Linked DNA regions of Sus scrofa: region 1 is linked to region 2. Evidence: chromatin contacts called from public Hi-C data. All regions are on one chromosome and are shown on one strand. Each heading gives the region's core, a stretch centred on a gene start, on an enhancer-like site or on the middle of the called end of the contact. The rest is flanking DNA. Distances are from core to core; before and after follow the strand shown.

Region 1 (6,023 bases), core at 914-3,413, 950 kb before region 2:
TCTGTCATGGCAGAGTGGAAATGAATCTGACTGGAACCATGAGGTCGTGGATTCAATCCTGGCCTTGCTCAGTGGATTAAGGATCTGGCATTACTGTGAGCTGTGGTGTAGGTCACAGACGTGGCTCAGATCTGGCATTGCTGTGGCTGTGGTGTAGGCCGGCAGCTGTAGCTCCGATTTGACCCCTAGCCTGGGAACCTTCATATGCCGCAAGTGCAACCCAAAAAAGGCAAAAAAAAAAAAAAAAAGCAAGGGTAGGGGATTAAGAAGTACAAACTACTCCGTAAAATAAATAAACTGCAAAGATATAGAGTACAACACAGGAAATATACCCAATATTTTATAATAACTATAAATGGAACATAATCTTTAACACCTGAAACATAATATTGTACATCAACTACAACCTCAATTCTTTTATTTATTTATTTTTTGATCTTTCTGCCTTTTCTAGGGCTGCTCCCGCAGCATAGGGAAGTACCCAGGCTAGGGGTCTAATTGGAGCTGTAGCCAGCCTACGCCAGAGCCACAGCAACACAGGATCCCAGCCACGTCTGTGACCTACACCACAGCTCACGGCAACACCAGATCCCAGGCCCACCGAGCAAGGCCAGGGATGGAACCTGCAACCTCATGGCTCCTAGTCGGATTCGTTAACCACTGCACCACGACGGGAACTCCTAACCTCAATTCTTTTAAAAGGTGACTTTTATATGTCGAAAACAAGTGGGCAGGAATTCCCTCCGTGGCTCATGGGGATTGGCAGCATCTCTGGAGTCCTGGGACACAGGTTCAATCCCCAGCCCGGCACAGTGGGTTAAGGATCCAGCACTGCTGCAGCGTAGGTCACGTCTGTGGCTCAAATCTGATCCTTGGCCAGGGATGCTATGGGGAGGCCTAAAAAACAAAAACAAAAACAAAACAAAAGCAAGTGGGCCAAGAAGGGAAAACATCATCCTGGGAGATACAGGGAACTGCAAAGTTAGCTAACTACATAAACTGCCAGAGCTGACTGAAGAGACTGAGACAGGAAGGACAAAAGCCACACCTGCCCAGGTAATTGAGTTCCCAGAGTGAGGTGGGCTCTGAGATAACCCATGCAGAGGTCTGGATAAAGCAGCTGATATGACTGAAATAGAAAGTTAAGGAGCTTCTGTCATGGCTCAGTAGTTAACAAATCCAATAAGGAACCATGAGGTTGTGGGTTCGATCCCTGGCCTTGCTCAGTAGGTTGAAGATCCCGCGTTGCCGTGAGCTGTGGTGTAGGTTGCAGATGCGGCTCAGACCCCTAGCTTGGGAACCTCCACATGCCGCGGGTGCGGCCCTAAAACAGGCAAAGTCAAAAAAGAAAAAAAAGAAAGAAGAAAAGTTAAAATACGCACACCTCTTTCATAAAAAGACTGCTTTGAGTATTAAGATGAATCATAATGCTTGGCACATAGTAGGTGTTCAAGAAATGGTTTCTAACGCTAACTGACTGATTGAGCCATCCTGGGTTCCCTTCTCGCTCCTCTTTTACAGAACAGAACTTACCGTATTACAATTGTCTGGTAAGTTTGGTGAGGGCGGCACCGGTGCCCGGCTTGCTCACGCACTGTAGTACCCAGCACCTGGCACATAGTGGTGCTCCATACGTATTTTTGAATGAATGACACCTTTGCCCTTGATCGTTGAAGTCCCCTCGGACTCCAACATTCCTGATTTGCCCCGGACTGAGGGGTTTCTTGGGAGGCAGCAGTGCTGAAACCCGGTCAGTCTCGGGCAAACCGCAGTTGAGTGACATGATAGATAAATTTTCAGGAAGAAAGGGGTTAAAAATCGGGAGAGGACGAAGATCGAATGGCTCCGCCCACTTAGGCTGTAGCCCCACCCCTTACCACGGCCCTCCCTCCCTGGCTCCGCCCCTTCCTCTGGGAAGGTCACCTTCGAACGCGGGAGACTAAGTGGGCATGCGTCCGGCCCACGGCAACTACGCCCGTTCTTGCAGGCTTTCTCCGCCTTCCCTCCACCCACTCGGGAAACCGGAAGCCACCTCCCACTCGGTGGTTCTGAGCAGCTAGCGGGTCCTCGGTGGACGCTGGCTCGGCGCCGCGGTGCTCGGTGGGACAGCGGCGGAGAGTGCCCTCGGGGTGAAGGGGTGGGGCTCGACGTCAGAAACCAAAATGGCGGCGGTGGTCGCGGTCTCCTTGAAACGCTGGTTCCCGGCCACAACCCTTGGCGGAGCCTGCCTGCAGGTGAGCACCCGCCCCGGGCGGAGGGGGCGAGCCAGGCATGAAGGTCACGGAGACGGCTTGCAGTGGGGAGGGCAGCGGAAGGGCTGAGGGAGCACAGGGCCAGGCCTCGAGGAGGACAACCCGCTCCCACCCGCGCAGTGCTCTAACTCTGGTCGGGAGCGTTCCTGCCGGTTATCTTTCTGCACCTTTCTGCAGCCCGTGAATTGGTCAGGGCGGAGAGGGTTTTTTAGACACAAGAAAGAGAAGTTCGGAGAGGGAACTGGAATTGCCCAAGGTCACATGGCGAGCGAGTGTCTGTTGGGAAGCATAATTCGAATCCGACCATTTGGCCTCCGAGCCCTTTTTCTGACTCCTTTGGGAAAGACAGACCTGCCGGAGCGCTAAGGATAAAACTGGGAGGCGAGGTCACTCCTCCAGGGTGCTCAGTAAAGAGGGAAAGGGCGGGTGAATTGTTGGGGCCAAGGGAACAGAAAAATGGAAGGTAATCCGCTTGATGCCCTGAGGATATGAGTCTTCGTAAAGCAGAGTCATCCGCTCTGAATCTCTACCTGTAAAGGGCGTACCGACCTTATCGAGCTTGGCACTGCTCTTATTTACGTTCTTCAGGGTGCATCCCTTGAGTTGTCAGGAAGCTACACACTTGTGATCTGCATTCAAAATGGGAGGAAGGGAAATTGCCATCGCAATTTGTGTATGTAAATCCCTTTCAAATCTTTTTCGTCCTTTGGGCTCCTGAAAAAACCCTGTAAGATGGACAAGCAGGAATTCTTACCTCCATTTTAGAGTTTGGAAAACTGAGGCCTCAGAAAGTGGTGTTTTGGGTTTTTTTGTGTTTGTTTTTTTACTTGTTCAAAATATCACAGCCAAGAATGGGTTGATCCAGGACCAGACCCCAGTGTTTTGATCTTTGTATGTGAAAAACTCCTAGCATAGATCTGCCCACAATAGAGGTACAAGAATTATGAATTCCCCTCCTCTTCCTGCACCTCCATGAGAACATATTCGCTGGCATATGGCCAGTCTTCTAACACCAGCTCTTTGCAATATGCTCTATGTGAACTCAGACAGGTCATCTCGCAGCCTTCTGAGAAGTAGGGCTGGGGATGAAAACTGCCTACCAGCATCTTAAGCTGAGCGTTAAATTGGTGATTGATAATGACCTTGTTTACAGCTCTTTTATACTTGCTGAGCAAGCAGTTAGGTTGTGAGAGTCCCACCAATGAGAGTGCATTCTGAAGCTCAGGTCCCTCCTCCAAGAATGAATTACAGAGAAAGTTGGTTTCATAGGTCAGTGTTGTAATTCCAGGTGAAGCCACTGTAGGGCCTCCTGAGGGCAAAGAAAATAAATTACACTCACACCCCCGTGTAGGAAAATATATTCACATCCATAAATAGTGACATCATCATAATCCACCTGAATAGAATCCGTAATGAGCTTGGTGTACTACTTTCGGGTATACTCTGGTTCCTAAGAGTCTAGGACACAGTGGGAGATCTCTTCTGAATTCCTCATGCTTTTGTTTGTACCACTGAACCACAGTTCTGCCTGTGAGTATTGAACTGTAGTGTATTAACTGTTGTTTATGTTGCCTCATTTCTTCCTCTAGACTGTGTACTCCCCAAGGGCAAATACCACAGACTTTCAGTTGTGTGTCTCATTGCCTCTAGAGCTGACGGGGCTTGCTATACCCATCTGCCAATTAGAATAATGCAAGAACAGGAGTTCCCGTCGTGGCGCAGTGGGAACAAATCCCGACTAGGAACCATGAGGTTGCAGGTTCAATCTCTGGCCTCGCTCAGTGGGTTAAGGATCTGGCATTGCTGTGAGCTGTGATGTAGATCGCAAACGCAGCTTGGATCCTGCATGGCTATGGCTGTGGCCCAACTGTAGCTCCTCCTAGCCTGGAAACCTCCATATGTCCCAGGTGCAGCCCTAAAAAGAAAAAAAAAAAAAAAAAGAATAATGCAAGAATGGATATGGTTGCCAATGTGGAAGAGCAGAAATTATTTTCTGAGCAATGCCAGAAACTTGGCCCTCCTGTTAATCCTATGAGGTAGATTTTAATACCCACTACTTTCTTACAAAAGGAAACAAAGTCAGAAAAAGTTAAGTAATTTGCCAAAGAACGTCCAGCTACTAAGTTTTAAATCTTGGCTTTGGACCACCACCATTCACACCTTTCGGAAACTGTCTCTCTCTGGTGAGACCTCCCTGCCTTTTTCCTCTCCATTTCCACATCTTTCCCGCCTATCTCTGAATCTGTATCTGCACCGTCGAATTCAAGCTCCCAGCCTGCTCCCAAGGAAGCTCTCCTTAAATAACACGCTGCCTTCAGTGTAATCCAGAATTCACCCTTCTCATCCTCAGTCTGGTTTCAGTCCAGTTGTTGATATCTCGCTTCTTGCCTTCAATTATAAACTGTGCATTTCAGGAGTTCCCATTGTGGCTCAGGGGAAACGAATCTGACTAGGAACCATGAGATCGTGCATTCAATCTCTGGCCTCGCTCAGTTAGCCACGAGCTGTGGTGTAGATTGCAGATGCGGCTCGGATCCTGCGTTGCTGTGGCTGTAGCATAGGCTGACAGCTGTAACTCCGATTTGACCCCTAGCCTGGGAACCTCCATATGCTGAGGGTGCGGCCTTAAAAAGCAAAAGTGAAAAATAAACTATGCCTTTCAGCTTATCCACGATTTCTTACAAAGGTACACTCAGCCTTGAACTCTCATTTGTTTGTAGATTGAGGTAGAAATGCTTTTGACAAACCCTCTTCTTTGGGTTTGTCGTATAAATTGCCCAGCTAGGCTACAACGAAGAAAAAACTCAAAATTTTTGTCCACCTCCTGCTTCTGCCTGTATATTCTCCTTTGCTGCCTGTGTTGTGGGAGAAGTGGCGGCACTGCTCTGGCTCCTCTCCTCTCGTGCTCTCCATCCTGTCACCTGTTCAGAGGTGGCTGTCCAGGACTTCTCCCCTCACCCTGCATTACCAGCTTTGCTGCTCTATCACAGCAGCAGCAGCACACAAACACGCTATAGTTTCTTCCATCTTAAAAAAACGTATCCTGGGAGTTCCTGTCGTGGCACAGTGGTTAACGAATCCGACTAGGAACCATGAGGTTGCGGGTTCGATCCCTGCCCTTGCTCAATGGGTTAAGGATCTGGCGTTGCCGTGAGCTGTGGTGTAGGTTGCAGACGTGGCTCGGATCCCGAATTGCTATGGCTCTGGTGTAGGCCTACAGCTACAGCTCTAATTAGACCCCTAGCCTGGGAACCTCTCATATGCCGAAGGAGTGGCCCAAGAAATGGCCAAAAAAAAAAAAAAAAAAGACAAAAAAAACAAACCAAAAAAACATATCCAGCCACTGTCCCAGTTCTCCACTCTCCTTTATAGAAAAACTTCTCCAGAGGTGTCTCAACTCCCTGACTACAATTCATTTACCCCTGTTTTCTCATGAACCTGTTCCAGTCGGACCTTTCACCCTTACCACTTCACGGAAAGTACTTGTGCCAGGGCCGCCAGTGACCTTGGCTTTGTTAAATCCGACGTCAGTTCTCATGATACTTTGCTCCCTAAATCATAGTGTGCACTCCCTCCTTAAAACACTTTGTGGCCTGAGCCCCAGGACATGGCAGGTTTCAAGGTTTCTGCCTCGCCCACTGGCCAATCTTTCTGTCTCCCTTTGCTTGTCTCTCCACATCACCCCAAACTCCATAAATACTGGGACTCCGTCCCTAGGCCTCATCTTTATAGACACTCCTTTGGGCTTTAGACACCTCCCAAATTTGTGTC
Region 2 (6,633 bases), core at 3,028-5,527:
GAGTCAGACTGGGAAACATTGCAATTTTCAGTGCACAGCTGACCCCTGAACAACTCAGGGGCCCAGTCAAAAACCCGCAAGTAACTTTACAGTCAGCTCTCCATACACGTGGATCCACATTCAAGGACTCCGCCGACCTCAGGCCGTGAAGTACTACAGTGCTATTTACTGAACAATATCTGCATTTAACTGGACCCGCAGAGTTCAAAGGCTAACTGGATATGACACCATATAAAATCATTATGAAATGAAACAGTTTCACTGAGAAAACACTGTCAAAGCCAAAACAGCAGAAAATAATAGCACCGTGAAAATACAGAGGTAAAGTAAAATTGTAGACTTTCACTGGATGACAGTCTCTAGTTTCCTACGGTGATGAGTTACTCCTAGAGGGAATCTAATTAAGGAAGAGAGGCATGTGATTCATTTAATTAATATCAAAACACCCTTTTCAGCTCTGGAAGATAGAAAAGTCAAAGCCATATATTTGAATAGGTCCCACATAACTAACCTATCATTTCTGCTTTTAAAATGCTGTCAAAGGCCATACCCTGCCCAAAAGAATGTTGCTACCTTATGAATTCAGTACAGATTTATGTATTTTTGCTTTAAATACAAAGACGCAAGAGTCTGAAAGGATGTAGAAAGCAACCTGGGAAGAGCCCATGCGTAATCAGAGACTGTGTTTCTTAGTATCCAATCCGGGGATCCTCGTGCTATGAATATGGTCTAAAATAGTTCTTTATTCAAAACAGTCAAAAGCAGATTTTAAAACTATCTTTCACCTTTATTGCCACCGACTGAATACTAAGATGCGTCTCTCACTGAAGAATGAACAATGGTGTCAGGCAGAGTCACACACAGCCTGCGGTGTCAGCTGCACGTGGCCGCTTTGCTCCTGCAAAACTTTCTACCCATTCCAACACTATCCCACTCACTCTCACTTCTGCCCAGACTGGTAACATATTAAAAAATAAAACAGCCATAAACTGTCTGCTGGTGCTGAAGGTCAACTCGTGGAAGCTAGAGATAATACAGACTTAACAACTCTGAGCTTAGTTCTTCACTCGAAAAACAGGGACAGCAATGTCCATCCCCACAGGGTACTTATAAAGTTTACATGAGATAAACAGCATAGAACCCGGTGCCCAGCATGCAGGAGGGGCTCAAAGATGGGTCCCATCCCAAACTTTCAACCAACTTATGGTTGGTTCACCATAAAAAGCTCTTAGGCTAAAAGAGCAAAGCTCTTACTCTCAAAATTTTTTGAAAGCTTAAAAATTAATATTCTAGACAACAGGATAGGACAGTGTTCCCTTTAGCAACGACACTCATAAAGAGTTACCTTATGAATAACATGTCATCGGAAGGGTAGCTTATCCATTGTTGATCATATATATATATAAAAAAAATAGAAATATTAATTAATTAAAGTTCCCGCCTACTTACTTTAACATTAAATAAGTGAACAGTATCAAGGTAATTATTTAAGCCAAAGAATTCCTAAAAGGGAGTTTCATAGTAATACAGCCTTCGGATCTCATCACTAAAAATTATAAAATAACGTGAATATAAGTTCTCCTACATAAAATATGCTAGACATAGATATTTAATGAACATAGCAACAGAGACAAATAAAAGCTAACCATGACTTAGGGTTCGTTCTCTTGCTAAAACTGCTTAGCTTATTTTAAACTGCTATTTCTTTGTTTCACCTACCATTCCCGGGCGAGCTTCTTATAAGCCTTTTTAATATCAGCCTGACTGGCTGTTCGGCTGACCCCTAGGACTCTGTATGGGTCAAAATCCAACGCAGACAGAATTTGCAGGATCAGAACCAGAACTATCAAGAACTGCCAGGAAATGCTCAATTTTTTCACTTCCATTTCTCTTCCTTCCCAGAGCTGAAATGATTGAAGAGGCAATAGTTTTAGTGGTGGAAATCTAGACAGTTTTGCTTTTTTTAGGTAAAAGTATAAGATATATAGATGAAAAATAAAACGAAAGGTATCTTGCAGGAGAAGTGCCAAGCTGTTTGACGACATCTTTTTAAATGAACAATCTTGCTATTGTTTTTGAATATCGCAAAAAAGGACTGTTATCAGATGAGATAAGCAGTAAGAATTAATAGCAACTCTCTAAAATCCTTGGATGAGAAAACCTTTAGAAACGACTGAAAATGAATGAGATGAAGAAAATAAGCAATGTGGGAAAACATACATAGGGAAATCCAAACAACTACATCTCAAACACACTACTTCACTTAGTCTGACAATAACAGTTTAAACTTAAAACATGTGGTTAGAGACTACCTCACTGAGCACACCCTAAATAAATTCATGAATCATAAAGATTTACTATGTGCAAACCTACAAAACAAGATAGTAGTGATGTTCTTGGGAGTTAAAAATAAGTACAAGCTATGAAAGTGAAATACTCTAAAAAAAAATCCCCTGGGGTTATGACTTAGTATGCCCCAATTCTATTCTTTCTCACCATACTCATTCAAACAAGAAAAAAAGGAAGTTGTTCTTTAATCACTAGCAATACTGGCATTGTAAGTGGAGGTCTTGGATGAGGAGAAAACCTCACTTCCCACATTAGGGGGCAAAGCCTGTAGACCACGCATGGTCTTCAAATGTTAAAGCTCCATCTCTGGTGAGTGTAGTGACTGAATTCACTGTGGACTTTGGAAATAATCCTGGCTAGTTAATGAACAAGGTGGTGGTGTATTGCTTGGATGATCTTTGTGGTATCTTTTTTTTTTTTTTTTTTTCTTTTTTTAGGGCCGCACCCATGGGATATGGACGTTCCCAGGCTAAGGGTCAACCTAGAGCTGCAACTGCCAGCCTACACCACAGCCGCAGCAATGCCAGATCCCATCTGTGTCTGTGACCTGCAGTGTAGGTCACAGAAACATCGGATCCTTAACCCACTGAGCGAGGCCAGGGATTGAACCTGCATCCTCATGGATACTAGTCTGGTTTGTTACCACTGAGCCATAATGGGAACGCCATGTGATATCCTGATTTCTCAGAAATCACTAGAGTTTTATGGATCATGTATCTAATGTGACACTATCGAAAGAGAGGTAAACTCTAAGAGTGTAAACTCTAAGAGGTAAACTCTAAGAGTGGAGTTAGACAAGTAGGAATTCTAAATGCTGCCTGGAGTCCTCACAAAATTGACTAATCTGATGGTCAATGTTTAGGACTGCAAACATGCTGAATGAAAATCTAAAACATACCATTATTTTCTTTGTAAAGGCAACCTATAACCTATTCTATCCTACAAAACATATATGGCACGCTAAAAATGGAGAAAGTTATGTAGCACATTGACTCTGGAATCAGACTAACTAACATTGGGATCTGTCCTCCATCACTTTACGACCTTGGACAAGCTATTTAAAACTTGTTAACTCCTCCATAAAATGAGGTTGAACAATACCACCCTGAAAGATCTAAATGGGAGTTAAATGTACGTAATGTATTTACTGAGCACAGGGTCAGCAGCCTGTAACTGATACTTATTACCATTAACTTCTACTATGCAGTGCAACCAGTGCCTTATTCAACTGTGTCAGTTGCCTCCAGTTAGAAGGCTCAAGTGCCAGTGGGCTGTGTTCCTTTGCTGACAGCTCGACCATGCCGGCCTCTGGGCAGGAAACAACCTGCCCAACAGGTAGGCTACCGCCCTCGGGCAGTATCACCTGGATCAAGCAGCTGATCCCAGAGGCATGCTTAGGTCTGAGCCCAGCCTCGAGCTCCCACCAAAGGTCGCAAACCTATAGGAGACGGCCGCCTCCCCCGCTGCCTCCGAGAGCCCAGGGCCGGGCCCTACTGGCTCCGGTTCCCCCGCTAGGCCCAGCGGGGACCGGGAACGAAGAGGAACTAATAGGAAATCCCTGAGTCTGCCCGGCCCCGCCGCGTCCGCGGCTCAGCACTTCACGCGGAGAAGGAGTTACCGGAAAAGGGCACCAGCCTAACCGGCTGCAGCGTCCACGCTCCAGTTAGTCCGCCGGGCCGGGAACCTCCGGTCCAAACCAGCGCTTGCCGGGACCTGGGGAGGGAAAGAGGGGCGACGAGTTGGAGGGTAGTCACGTGACGCTTAAAGGCCCGGCGCACCGAGGGCGCGGACTGAACCGGTCCAAGGCGTCTATTTTGCGAGTCTGTTTTGACCCTTGTCACCCGCCGTCTGCGCATGGACCCGGCGCGGTTGCCATAGGAACGAGGCGCGCTCTTCGACTGGATCCAAAGGGATGGTCGCGGACCAAAGAGTCCAAAACGTGCTTCCTAGAGAGGCGAAGTCGCGATGCCTGATGGGATGCTAAAAGACCTCCCCGATGCAGGGAGGAGTTTCCACTTGTACCAGGAGATGGCCCTCGTCTAGCAACAGTTGCTAGGGTGGGGAAGCAATCGCTGGTCCCAGATCTCTTTAACCCTATTCATAGAATCCTACAATGTCAGAGTTGGAAGGGACCTTAGGGATCCTTTCTAGTCCAGCTCTTCCGTATGCTGATGGTGTTGGTGGTGGTGGACTGAGGCCCAGAGACCGGCAAGGACTTGCCCAAGGTTTAGTATCCAGGACTCCTAATCCCATTTACCAAAAAGGGAGCTCCAATCTAGAAGGTGCCAGATCCTGTCCTAAGCACGGAAAACGGATGTGTGTGATGATGCCGGTGGGGGCGGTGGGGGAGAGGCACAAATGAATGTGCTACCGAACTCAAGTTTGCTCTGCTCCAAGCAAATCGGGGCAATAAATTCGGAGACAAGTTGTTGGGGCAAGGAATAATGAGCGAGGCCAGAGATGGAACCTGCATCCTCATGGACACTAGTTTTCAGCCAGAAAGCTAGCAGACGCTGAAGGTGGCGGACAAGTGTCTCAAAAAAAAACCGTCTTGCTTCAGTCCGAACTAAGGCTCCTTCTACGCTGAGAAAGGGCAGGGGGCGGGGCCAACCATCACACTGGCACTTGCTTGGGGGAGAGGACTCACTACAATGCTGACCAATGGCTGAACAGGACCACTAAAGGTCTCTCACTAACCATTGCTCGCTTACAGATGAGGTAAACTTTCATTGAATCAGTGACGTAGGTTCCTGGGGGACATAAGGAAAGAGGTTTCATATTCCCCGCTCTGCTTTTATTGACTCTTTGCCTCCTTTGCATTTATCACTATCCAACATTACTATATCTTTTATTTATATTGTTTATCGCCTGTCTCCTCCTAAGGGGATGTAAGCATCTAAAAGCAGGGCTTTTTGTCTGTTTTGTTCACCCTCTGTATTTTTGGTGCCTGCACAGACCTGGGCACAGAAAGGATCTCAATGAATATTTGTGGAATAAATCATTGAGTGGGGATGAGGTTTAGCTGCTCCAGAGAATACATCCTCAAGAGGATTCCCAGTTGCTGAGGACTTTTGGTCGGGTTCGGGTTTAAATCCTCCCGCCTCTGTCACTTACTACTTCTGTGATCTTCACCTCTTTGAGCCCCAACGTCCAGATCTAGAAAATGAGGGGAAAGGACTATCTCCTTGGTAGATTGGAGTCAGGGAGAAATGAGATACTACTATGTAAAATGGCTAGCACAATGGCTGAGGCTTAGCAAATGCTTAATAAACAGGAGCAATTTGGGAGGTATTTTTGTTTTTTCTGTGAGAAGTTTTTCTTTTTGTGAAATTAAATATAGTTGACATAGGAGCAAATTTTTTTTTTTTTTTAGATCTGCACCCACAGCATATGGAAGTTCCTGGGCTAGGGGTTGATTCAGAGCTGCAGCTGTAGGCCTACACCACAGCCACAGCCACGTCAGATTCTTAACTCGCTGAGCGAGGCCAGAGATGGAACCTGCATCCTCATGGATACTAGTTAGTTTCTTAACCCGCTGAGCTACAAGAACTCCAGAGCAGTTTTTGAAATGAGGAAATGAACTAGATGTTCAGAGGACTAGATTCCTACCAGTTTTTCTCTTTGTGGGAGGTGCTCGCGTGGGAGAGAAGGAAGAGGGAAATGGAAGACCTTGTAAGGTGGACTTGGTTGGATGAGTCAAGGTCGGAAGAGGCACGGGGGCGGGGACTTACGGTTTCTTTGGGGCAGGGGAGGGGGCTAGAGGGGAGCTGTGCCTGGGAGAGTGTTGAACGGGGCGGGACAGACCATGACTCCAGGCCAATCCTGTGACCCCCTCCGAGTCTCTGTGAAAGCGAAGTGGTAGTGAATTCTGGTCTGAAGTGGACCTTGACGCGGGGATGAGGACTGGGGGCGGAGCGGTGACCTAGAGGTGGTTTCGGGGTTAGTGGCTTCCGCGGCGGTGCCTGGGGGCGAGATTCCCGGGCGTGCGGCGTTTGGGGGGCGGGGCGCAATCTGGTGGCCGCCCCAAAGGCGGGTCCTGGGGAGAGGGCGGGGCGCGGCGGCCGAAGCCCGGAAGCGGACGGAGACGGCCTGGGTACCCACCACCAAGGTCTGCCCACCATGGACGAGGCTGACCGGCAGGTCCTGCGGCATTGTCGGGTGAGGCTGGTCCGCGAGCTGCAGGTGGCCTCGCTCTGGGATGCTCTGCTGAACCGTGAGCTTTTCACCCCTGACATGATCGAGGACATCCAGGTGCGCCCCCCCAACCCTACTCCCATCCAGTGT

The links. Hi-C and Micro-C count contacts between places; a contact is called where the count stands out from the background.
Region 1: a contact with region 2 is called in a Hi-C map of liver, with 5 times the contacts expected there. The contact joins the promoter of SDHB here to the promoter of DNAJC16 in region 2. A contact is called at or near these places in 1 of 5 promoter capture datasets (liver) and 3 of 47 Hi-C or Micro-C datasets (heart right ventricle and liver).

Annotation. Positions count from the first base shown.
Region 1 is chr6:75,674,251-75,680,273 of Sscrofa11.1, reverse strand. SDHB (succinate dehydrogenase complex iron sulfur subunit B) reads left to right here and starts at 2,163. Exons shown (of 8, transcript NM_001104953.1): 1 at 2,163-2,234. The coding sequence starts at 2,163.
Region 2 is chr6:74,729,774-74,736,406 of Sscrofa11.1, reverse strand. DNAJC16 (dnaJ homolog subfamily C member 16) reads right to left here and starts at 4,277. Exons shown (of 15, transcript XM_021095383.1): 1 at 3,968-4,277; 2 at 1,720-1,904. The coding sequence starts at 1,886. CASP9 (caspase-9) reads left to right here and starts at 6,374. Exons shown (of 8, transcript XM_013998997.2): 1 at 6,374-6,600. The coding sequence starts at 6,469.